Linked DNA regions of Macaca mulatta: region 2 is linked to region 1. The links are chromatin contacts, called in public Hi-C maps. All regions are on one chromosome and are shown on one strand. Each heading gives the region's core, a stretch centred on a gene start, on an enhancer-like site or on the middle of the called end of the contact. The rest is flanking DNA. Distances are from core to core; before and after follow the strand shown.

The links. Hi-C and Micro-C count contacts between places; a contact is called where the count stands out from the background.
Region 2: a contact with region 1 is called in a Hi-C map of blood, with 3 times the contacts expected there. The contact joins the promoter of TBC1D1 here to the promoter of PGM2 in region 1. A contact is called at or near these places in 2 of 14 Hi-C or Micro-C datasets (blood and cortical neurons).

The regions. Positions count from the first base shown.
Region 1 is chr5:37,049,977-37,054,062 of T2T-MMU8v2.0, reverse strand. PGM2 (phosphoglucomutase 2) reads right to left here and starts at 2,205. Exons shown (of 14, transcript XM_015138198.3): 1 at 2,110-2,205. The coding sequence starts at 2,190.
Region 2 is chr5:37,113,804-37,117,889 of T2T-MMU8v2.0, reverse strand. TBC1D1 (TBC1 domain family member 1) reads right to left here and starts at 1,956. Exons shown (of 20, transcript NM_001258065.1): 1 at 1,858-1,956.

The DNA.
Region 1 (4,086 bases), core at 956-3,455:
AGACTGTCAGCTGCCCCCAAAGAAGGGCTCAGATCGGGTACATAAAAGAGGCTCATAAAAGAGGCTCAATAAATATTCGTGGAGTGAATCAGAAAACACAGACTTCACTGCCACACCCAATATCGAGTGATTCTCCCTTGTTCACAGTGTAGGTCCGGAAAATCTTAATTGGTCTTTGATATATATGAAAGACCAATTATATATATGGTCTTTGATATATATGAAATTTGATATATATGAAAGTAGCCTGAGAGAAACAAAGGAGACGGACAGATAAGAATGAGAAGTCAAGAGGAGAGCAGGATCAAAATCAGCCCTGGCAGTGACGAAAACTGACAGCAGAGAAAACAGCAGGGATGAAGGGCACGGTGGAAACACAGAGGGCACCTGCCAGGGTGCCTTGCCAATCGCGGGGGGGTAGTCAGACTAGAGGGCTGCAGCGCTTTTAGCTGGTGGGAGATTCACTGGAGAATGAACGGGCTTCTTCTAAGTTAGGTGCCAGTTTCAAAGCAAAAAAAGAAATTAACAGAGGATAGAACATGAGAAGTGGTTAAAAAAAAAAAAAAAGGACATCTCATCTCTACCCAGAGAGATACAATTTTTCTATACACAGATGCAACACTGTGTAGAAATTAGATTGCTTTCTTCTTCTCCTTTTTCTTCTTAGGGAAAGTGCATTATGAACTCTGACTTCAAAACAATTCTGTACTCTACAAATTGCAAGTTATCAGAAATGGAAACATTTTTCTTCCCTTGAGAATCACAAGGTTATCTTCCGAGGAAAAGAAAAACGCCCCCAGGGAGTTGCCAAGAGTATCCTGGAAATGGGATTTGCTAACATTTTATTTGTAGGGGCCGGAGAATGGTAAATAAAGACAAAGACCTGACCCCTACTGACCTTGTAATCTGCTTTGTTCATTCAAGTATTTCAGTGACCTACTAGGCGTCATGCACTATGCCTATGCCAGGCACTACAAACCAAGGTAGTGAGAACAGAGAGGCCTGGCCACATAATCTATGGAGGTCCAGTGCACAATGAAAATGGGTGACCTCTTTTTTTACCATTAAGATTTTCAAGACAGGACAGCAGGACATTAAAACAACAGTGGGCCCTTCCAGGAGCGGGAGTCCTGTGAGACTGCAGGGGTCTCTCGCCCCTGAAGTCGGCCCTGGAGACAGACATTAAACAAACCCACAAACAAGTGTTTTTGGAGTTTTTTGTTTTTACCATTTGTAGTAAGAGCTAGAAAGGAAAATGACAGGCCGTTTAGAATGAATATTAGGGAGAAATAATTTACACTTCGGAGCCAAGGAAGGACTCTCTACGTAAGCCACATTTAAGTTCAGGCACAAAATGAGTCACAACGGGAGAAACAAGTTCGGCAGAGGAGAGCAGCGAGGGACATTCCGAGAAAACCGAACAGCAAGCAGGAGAACAGGTAGAAAGGGCGAGACGCAAGTTAGAGAGGAGAGAGGGAGTGATGTCCAGAGCTGGGTTCCTGATTCTCTCTAAGAAAAGGAATGAAGAGACAGAAAACCGTGCTGTGTCCAAAGGGTTCCTCCTCTGCAGTCAAAGTTCTAAGGGGTACTCCTGAAGCCAGGCGGGCCCACCCAGGAGGATCCTTGGTTTGTAACCAAGCCCTCGGGATGGGAGGACCGGACCACAACGCTGCTCAGCAAAGGTCTCAGCGGCCAAAGGAATAGGCGGGACGGAGCGATTATGGGTCCATGGGGATGCACAGCAGACCACGGACCACGAGCCAGCTGTCTGAGTGACAGGCGTGCGTCCCTCAGCTAGACAGCGTCCAGGGTCTGGCCGCGCTTAGACCACCCTGGCTCTCTCCTCTACTCCAAACTTGCAGTCCGGCCGGCCGGATGGCTGGTTTCGTCCGGGAATAAGCTTTCCCGGCCTAACTCCGAACGTGCCACATGCCTGCCAGGCCGAAGGAGGCCTAGCAGCGGCCGCACCCTCCTCCTGGGTCTTCCCGGGAGATAAGCGGGGTGCACGGGGCGGGAAGGCAGCTCAGGCGGGGTACGCAGCGCCGCGCCTGGGGAGGGCGGAGCACCCGGCCCCGCTCCGGGCGCTCCCCGCCTGCTGACGCCCCTCACCTTGTCCCAGCGCAGCCACTGGGCCGTCTCCCGGTCCAGCCGGGCGTCCTCGCCTAGACCGCCGCCTTCTGAGGCCGCCATCGCTGAGCTTGCGCTGCCGCGGCGGAGGGAAGTAGGCGGCAAGGTCACTCTTCCGGCCCGGCCCCAAGAGGTGGAGGCGGAGGCAGGGGCGGGGAGAGCCGCGGCGGAGCCAGCCGGTCCTTGGGAAAGTGACGCGCGCCGCGACAGGCACGCCTCCTTGCCTTTTGTGGGTGTGCCACGGGGGGTGGGAGTGAGCGCGGAGGAATTGCGCGGCTGGGGTGAGTTGCTGGAACCTGGCACGAATGAAAGGCTTTGCCTTGGTCTCTGATGCAGCCAGGTTACAGCCAGCCGTGAGTTCCTGCTGCGCGCCAGGCACATGTCAGATGCTGGGATACCAGGAAGTGCACCCAGATAGGGGCCTGAAGATTATGTAGAAATTCAGAAGGTCAAGAACAGCCAGAAAAAAATATTGAAAAAGAAAAACAAAGTGGGAAGACCAGTGGAATATACGATAGAGACCAGAAACAAAAATACACGTGTATGGACAATTTATTTCAGAGGCGGGGCTGCAGAGCACAGGAGGAAACTATTTTTAGGTAATGGTGCTGGGTCAACGGGATATCTACGTAGGGAAAAGAAAAAGAGAAATTGGCCCCCTACCTCTCATCACACACAGCTCTGAATTCCAGATCAATTGTAGCTCTAAGTGTGAAAGGTAGCGTGAAACTTATGGAAACTAACATAGGAGCACATCTTCCTGACGCTGGTATCACCAAGCCATAAAGAAGATGCATACCCATAAGCATAAAAAGGCACGTGCAGGAATATTTCTAGCAGCATTATTTGTAAAAGCCTCAAACTGGAAACAACCCAGATGACCATCGACAATACAATGGATAAATACTTGGTAGTATATCCATACCAACTCATATAAATAAATCATGGCACATTGATACAGCAGTGCAAGTGAACTACTGTTATACACAACATCATGAATGAATCTCACAAACACTGAGTGACGGAGTTCAAAAACCCGCCTCCCCACCCCCAAATACTGGATCATTCATCTGTAGTCCCAGCTACTTGGTGATGGGGGAGCTGGAGGGAGTCCTGAGGAGGGAGGATCGCTTGAGCCTGGGAGGTCGAGGCTGCAGTAAGCTCTGATTATGCCGCTGTTCTCCAGCCTGGGAGACAGAGGGAGACCCTGAAAAAAAAAAAAAAACCAACCGAAATATATAAAATTATAGGGAGAGGGAACAAATCAGTGATTTTCAAGAGCTGGGGGTGGGGGGAGGGGTTGGCTACCAAGGGCACAACGGAATTTGAGGGAGTTGTGGAACTGTCCCGTATCTTGATTGAGTTCGGGGTTTACGTTTATCAAAACTCATAGAACTAGGATATAAAGGGTAAAGTTCACTGTATGTAAGTTATATCTTTTTTTCTTAAGTTTTAAGATTAAAAACTAAAAAGGAGGCAAAACTAATCTATGGATGTCAGGGGAGTAGTAGCTTTGCGAAGGAGGGAAAGTGCCTTCTGGGGTTCTGGGACTGTTCTGTTTCTTGACCTGGACGATGGTCAACAGGTGTGTTCACTTTGTAATATTCACTAAGCTGCAATCTTATGAGTTGTGCATTTTCTGTATGTTCTTCAATTTTTATTATTATTATTATTTTTTGAGACACAGTGTCGCTCTGTCACCCAGGCTGGAGTGCAGTGGTACGATCTCAGCTCACTGTAAGCTCTGCCTCCTGGGTTCAAGAGATTCTCATGCCTCAGCCTCCTGAGCAGCTGGGATTACAGGGGCATGCCACCATGCCCAGCTTATTTATTTATTTATTTATTTATTTATTTATTTATTTGAGACAGAGTCTTGCTCTGTCACCCAGGCTGGAGTGCAATGGTGGGATCTCAGCTCACTGCAACCTCCATCTCCTGGGTCCAAGTGATTCTCCTGCC
Region 2 (4,086 bases), core at 707-3,206, 64 kb before region 1:
TCCCCTAAACTCTTCTTTTTTAAGAGATGGGATCTCACTTTGTCACCTAGGCTCCACTGAGGTGGCACAGTCATAGCTCACTACAGCCTCGAACTCCTGGGCTCAAGTGATCCTCCTGGCTCAGCCTCCCAAGTAGCTGGGACTACAGGTGGGTGCCACCACCCCTAGCTCATTTAAAAAATTTTTGTAGAGATGGGGTCTCAATATCTTTCTTGAACTCTTGGGCTCAAACGATCCTCCTGCCTCAGCCTCCCAAAGTGTGGGGATTACAAGTGTAAGACACTGCTCCTGGCCTAAACATTTTATATGATACCTTTTAACTCACAGCTGTGGCTACTATCCAGTAGCGACATGTTATGTCAATGGTTACTTATAGATAAATCTGGAGAGAAAGCACTTGTTGGGGTCTTATTTTTCTATAACATGCCAGAAAAAAATAACAGGAAACAGGCAGACTGTGAGACTATGACAGCATCCAATTTCAAATCGTTGTAAAACACCTGTTTACAAAAGCAGTTAAACCTTTACTATGTAAACTCTTTCATGCCATGTCCTTATTCCTTAAGACAGCTCCTAGGAAGTTGATGATGACGCACACTTCTTTCCCGACCAAGAGAAGCCATCTCAACTCTAGAAAAAGGTGCCGAACTCACCTGTTCAGGTATTCCTAACCCACGGGAGTGACAGAACACGAAGAGTCAGAAATGTAAAAAGTCGTTCTGCAAGGTGGATTCTCAGCCTCTGGGAGCAGCTCTCCTTTCATTCTTCCACCCCAATCCCTCCCACATACAGCTGACTTCCAAAACAACAAAAACCAGAGGTGGCCATTCTCCAACTCCTACCAATCCCAGTTCACATCTAGAGAAGAAATTTCTGCCCTCCTAACCAAGGGTTTTGGACCAGGGCCTCTGCATTCAGCTTAGGTCCAGTGCAAAAAGTTCAGAAGTTTGAACCTGTACAGAGAGCTGAGTTTCTTGGGTGTGACCTATTTAAACCAGGTCATTTTTAAATGCTCTTTCAAAGTCTGGTTTTATTAATAAATGAAATCATCCCATCATAAAGGAAACAATGAGAAATCTATGAAGTGAAAACATATCCATTAATAGGGGGCACCCTGAAAATTAAACTGTTTGGTGGAAGGAACAACCATCACTTTCAATTTGGTTTTAAAGTAACTTCCAGAGAATAAGCTATGTTAAGTAAAATCAAAACAGGAAAAGTCACATCTAGGTGGATTTCAAACAAAATGATACCTCTTTGAAAAAAAAACAAAAACAAAACCTAATGCCTGGTGAAGTTTGAGGGGGTCTCATAATCACAGAGCCGTCAGGAAGCGGCTAGAAACAATTCAGAAGGGTTTCAAAATGACTGGTACAGGATGTGCCCATAGAAAGAAATGTTGCGCGCACTGGTGGAGCTGCCAAAGTTACAACTGCAAAGTACCCTGAACTTTTAAAGGGTGGCTTGGGGTCACTCTGACCACACTCTTCCCAATGTGGTCGCCTTGCAAACACGCTAGCCCTTGAGATATTTGGCGGGAGGGGGGAGGGGAGAGATGCGTGGACCAATGAGCGGGTGGGGGTTGGGGGAGAAGCCGGCGGAGCTCTCGGGTCGCTAGCAACATCAAGGTTTCGCTTTCGCCCAAGGGCGGGGGGGAGTTTGGGGGACAACGAAATGGCAATGAACTTCCTCCCCCGAGAGACCCCGCTGGCGAGGCCAGCAGGAGCGTCCGTGGGCGGCCAGATGCCTTTCCCTCCGCGGCCAGGCGGGGCAGGGGCGTGCTGGGGGCGGGGGCGGCCGCGATGCCCCAAGAGAAGCCAGCGGGGTGGCCAGGTCGAAGCCCCGGAAGGCGCTTACCTGTGCCGCGGCGCGCTCAGAGCCCGGGGCCAGGCCGGGACGCGCAGGTGCTTGGGGGCATCCTGGGGACGGCCTGGGCGGGCGGGGCGTCCATCGTGCCGGGCTGGCTGCGCTCTTCCCGCCGCTGGGGGCCGGGGAGGGGGCTCCCCTCGGCTCTGCGCCCGTCTCTTCTCCACCCGGCTGAGGACACAGCGGGTCCCGCGGCGGCGGCAGCAACAGGCACCGGCGGACTGTGGCGGCACCAGGAGCAGCAGCCGAAGAGGAGGAGGAGGAGGAGGAAGAGGAGGAGAGGAGGAGGAGGTGTCTGCGCGCGGCTCTCGTTTCCTCCTCCCAGCCTGGGCGAGCGCGCGGGAGGCGAGGAGAGGACAGGAGCCGGGATCTCCCCACTCGGTCCCCGGGGAGCTGCGAGGGGGACTTGGTGTCCTCCTCCTCCCCACTGCGCCGTGCGACTGTGCCCGGGCACCACGGCCCGGACGGGCGAGTCACACGCGAGCAACAGCTGCTGCACTGCGGGTCCGCCGCGGCCTCCCTCCCCTCTTTGCCACCCCCCGCCCCCAAGCCCGCGGGCCATCCTCAGCCAGTGTCTGTAGGGGAAATGGGGGGAGGTACTCGGGCTGCCGCCCCATCCAGCCCCCTGCGCAGGATCTGGGCACAGCGTTTCCCTGGGGAGACGGGGGCGCGGGGCCCCACGCGTGATGCAGGCCCTCGTGGCGGGTTGTGCAGTCGCACACCCTGTCCTTGGCGGCCTATTTATAGCAGGTGGCACTGCCCGCCGCTCGCTCGGCCTGAGTGGCTCTCAGCAGGTGGCACTGCCTGCCCGCTCTCCGCGCTCCTGAAGGAGCCTCGCCTCATCTGCACCCTCCCCTTCTCCCTCCGAAACGGACGTGGTGGAAACTGCACACAACATGGGAGGCGGAGGCCAGGGGACGACCAACCCACCTCGTTCTCCCCCGCCTTACCCCTCACCCCTTCCTTGGATGATGGCAGGGGATGAATTGAGGCACGGATGCCCTATGGGGCGCAGGCATGCAAGGCAGGAAAATCAGGGACTCTGGGAAACAGCGAAGGCGAGGTGCCCTCCCGAGATTAAAACACCAGGAAACTCCATTTCTAACCAATTGCGGGAGTGACGCAGAGCCTGGATTAGGCGCTTTTTCCTGCCCCGCGCGCCCGGCACACGCGCAGGAACACACACACGCACACGCACACCGCGGTGTGCATGCCCCGATCAGGTTTGGGGACATTCCCAGGGGTGTTGTAGAGTGCAAGGAGGAGAGGAGAACGCGGAGGAGAAGTGAAAAGGGGTACAGAGCTCGCTCCCTAGGACTAGGGGATGGCAGTGTGCAAGAAACAGGCAAAGCTCCCAGATCCCTATCCCACCAGGCACATAGGCGCAACGTCACTCGCAGGGTGGGGAGAGGGATCTGAGAAAAGTAAGAAGCATCACATCCTCTCTAGAGAAGAGTCCGCAGGGAGGGGAGAGCCGGGTGCTCAGAGGAGGCAGTTCCAGACACCCAGGTGGCATCTTTCTGGATTTTTTTACTTAATGTAGCTGGAGGTGGACTTTAGGGAAGTGGCTGAGAGTTTGAGCTCTACGGTTGAACTTGAGTCTAAATCCCAGCAGGTGTGGTTTAGGCAAGGTGCTGGACCTCTGGTCTTCGTTCTCTTACCTGCTAAATGGGACCAATACACACCTTACAAGATTTTTGTGAGGACAAAGCAGGAAAGTGTAAGTAAAGTGGCCAGTGCAGTGACACAGACGTACATGGTCCTCAACTAAAGGCAGCAGCTATTATCAATATTACTATGGCCCAGGAGGCAAATAGAGGGCTAAGGTTCCTTCTCCTACCAAGAACAGTGTGTTCCTTGAAGCCCACTGAGACTCTTGTAGGCTTTTAGATTAGAGCTGTCTTAGGGCATTCCCTGATTTCTCTGGATGCTTACATCCAGGGCAGGTATATTTAAGTGGACACAAGAGTTTTATTCACAGCTTGACTTAAAACTCTCACAATAGTGGTAGCTATTATTTGTGGAGGTGTTAGGCGATTTGGGGTATTGTGCTAGGTACAGCCCTTATATATTGTTGCTAATTTGCTCAAAAACGGCAGGGCAAAGATTGTTAAATCCATTTGACTAAGGAGAAAAATAAGAGGTTAGTGCCTACAGGGTTAGTGGGTGCTGGAATCTCCAAGATCCAAAGCCTTTTTTTTTTTTTTTTTTTGAGACGGA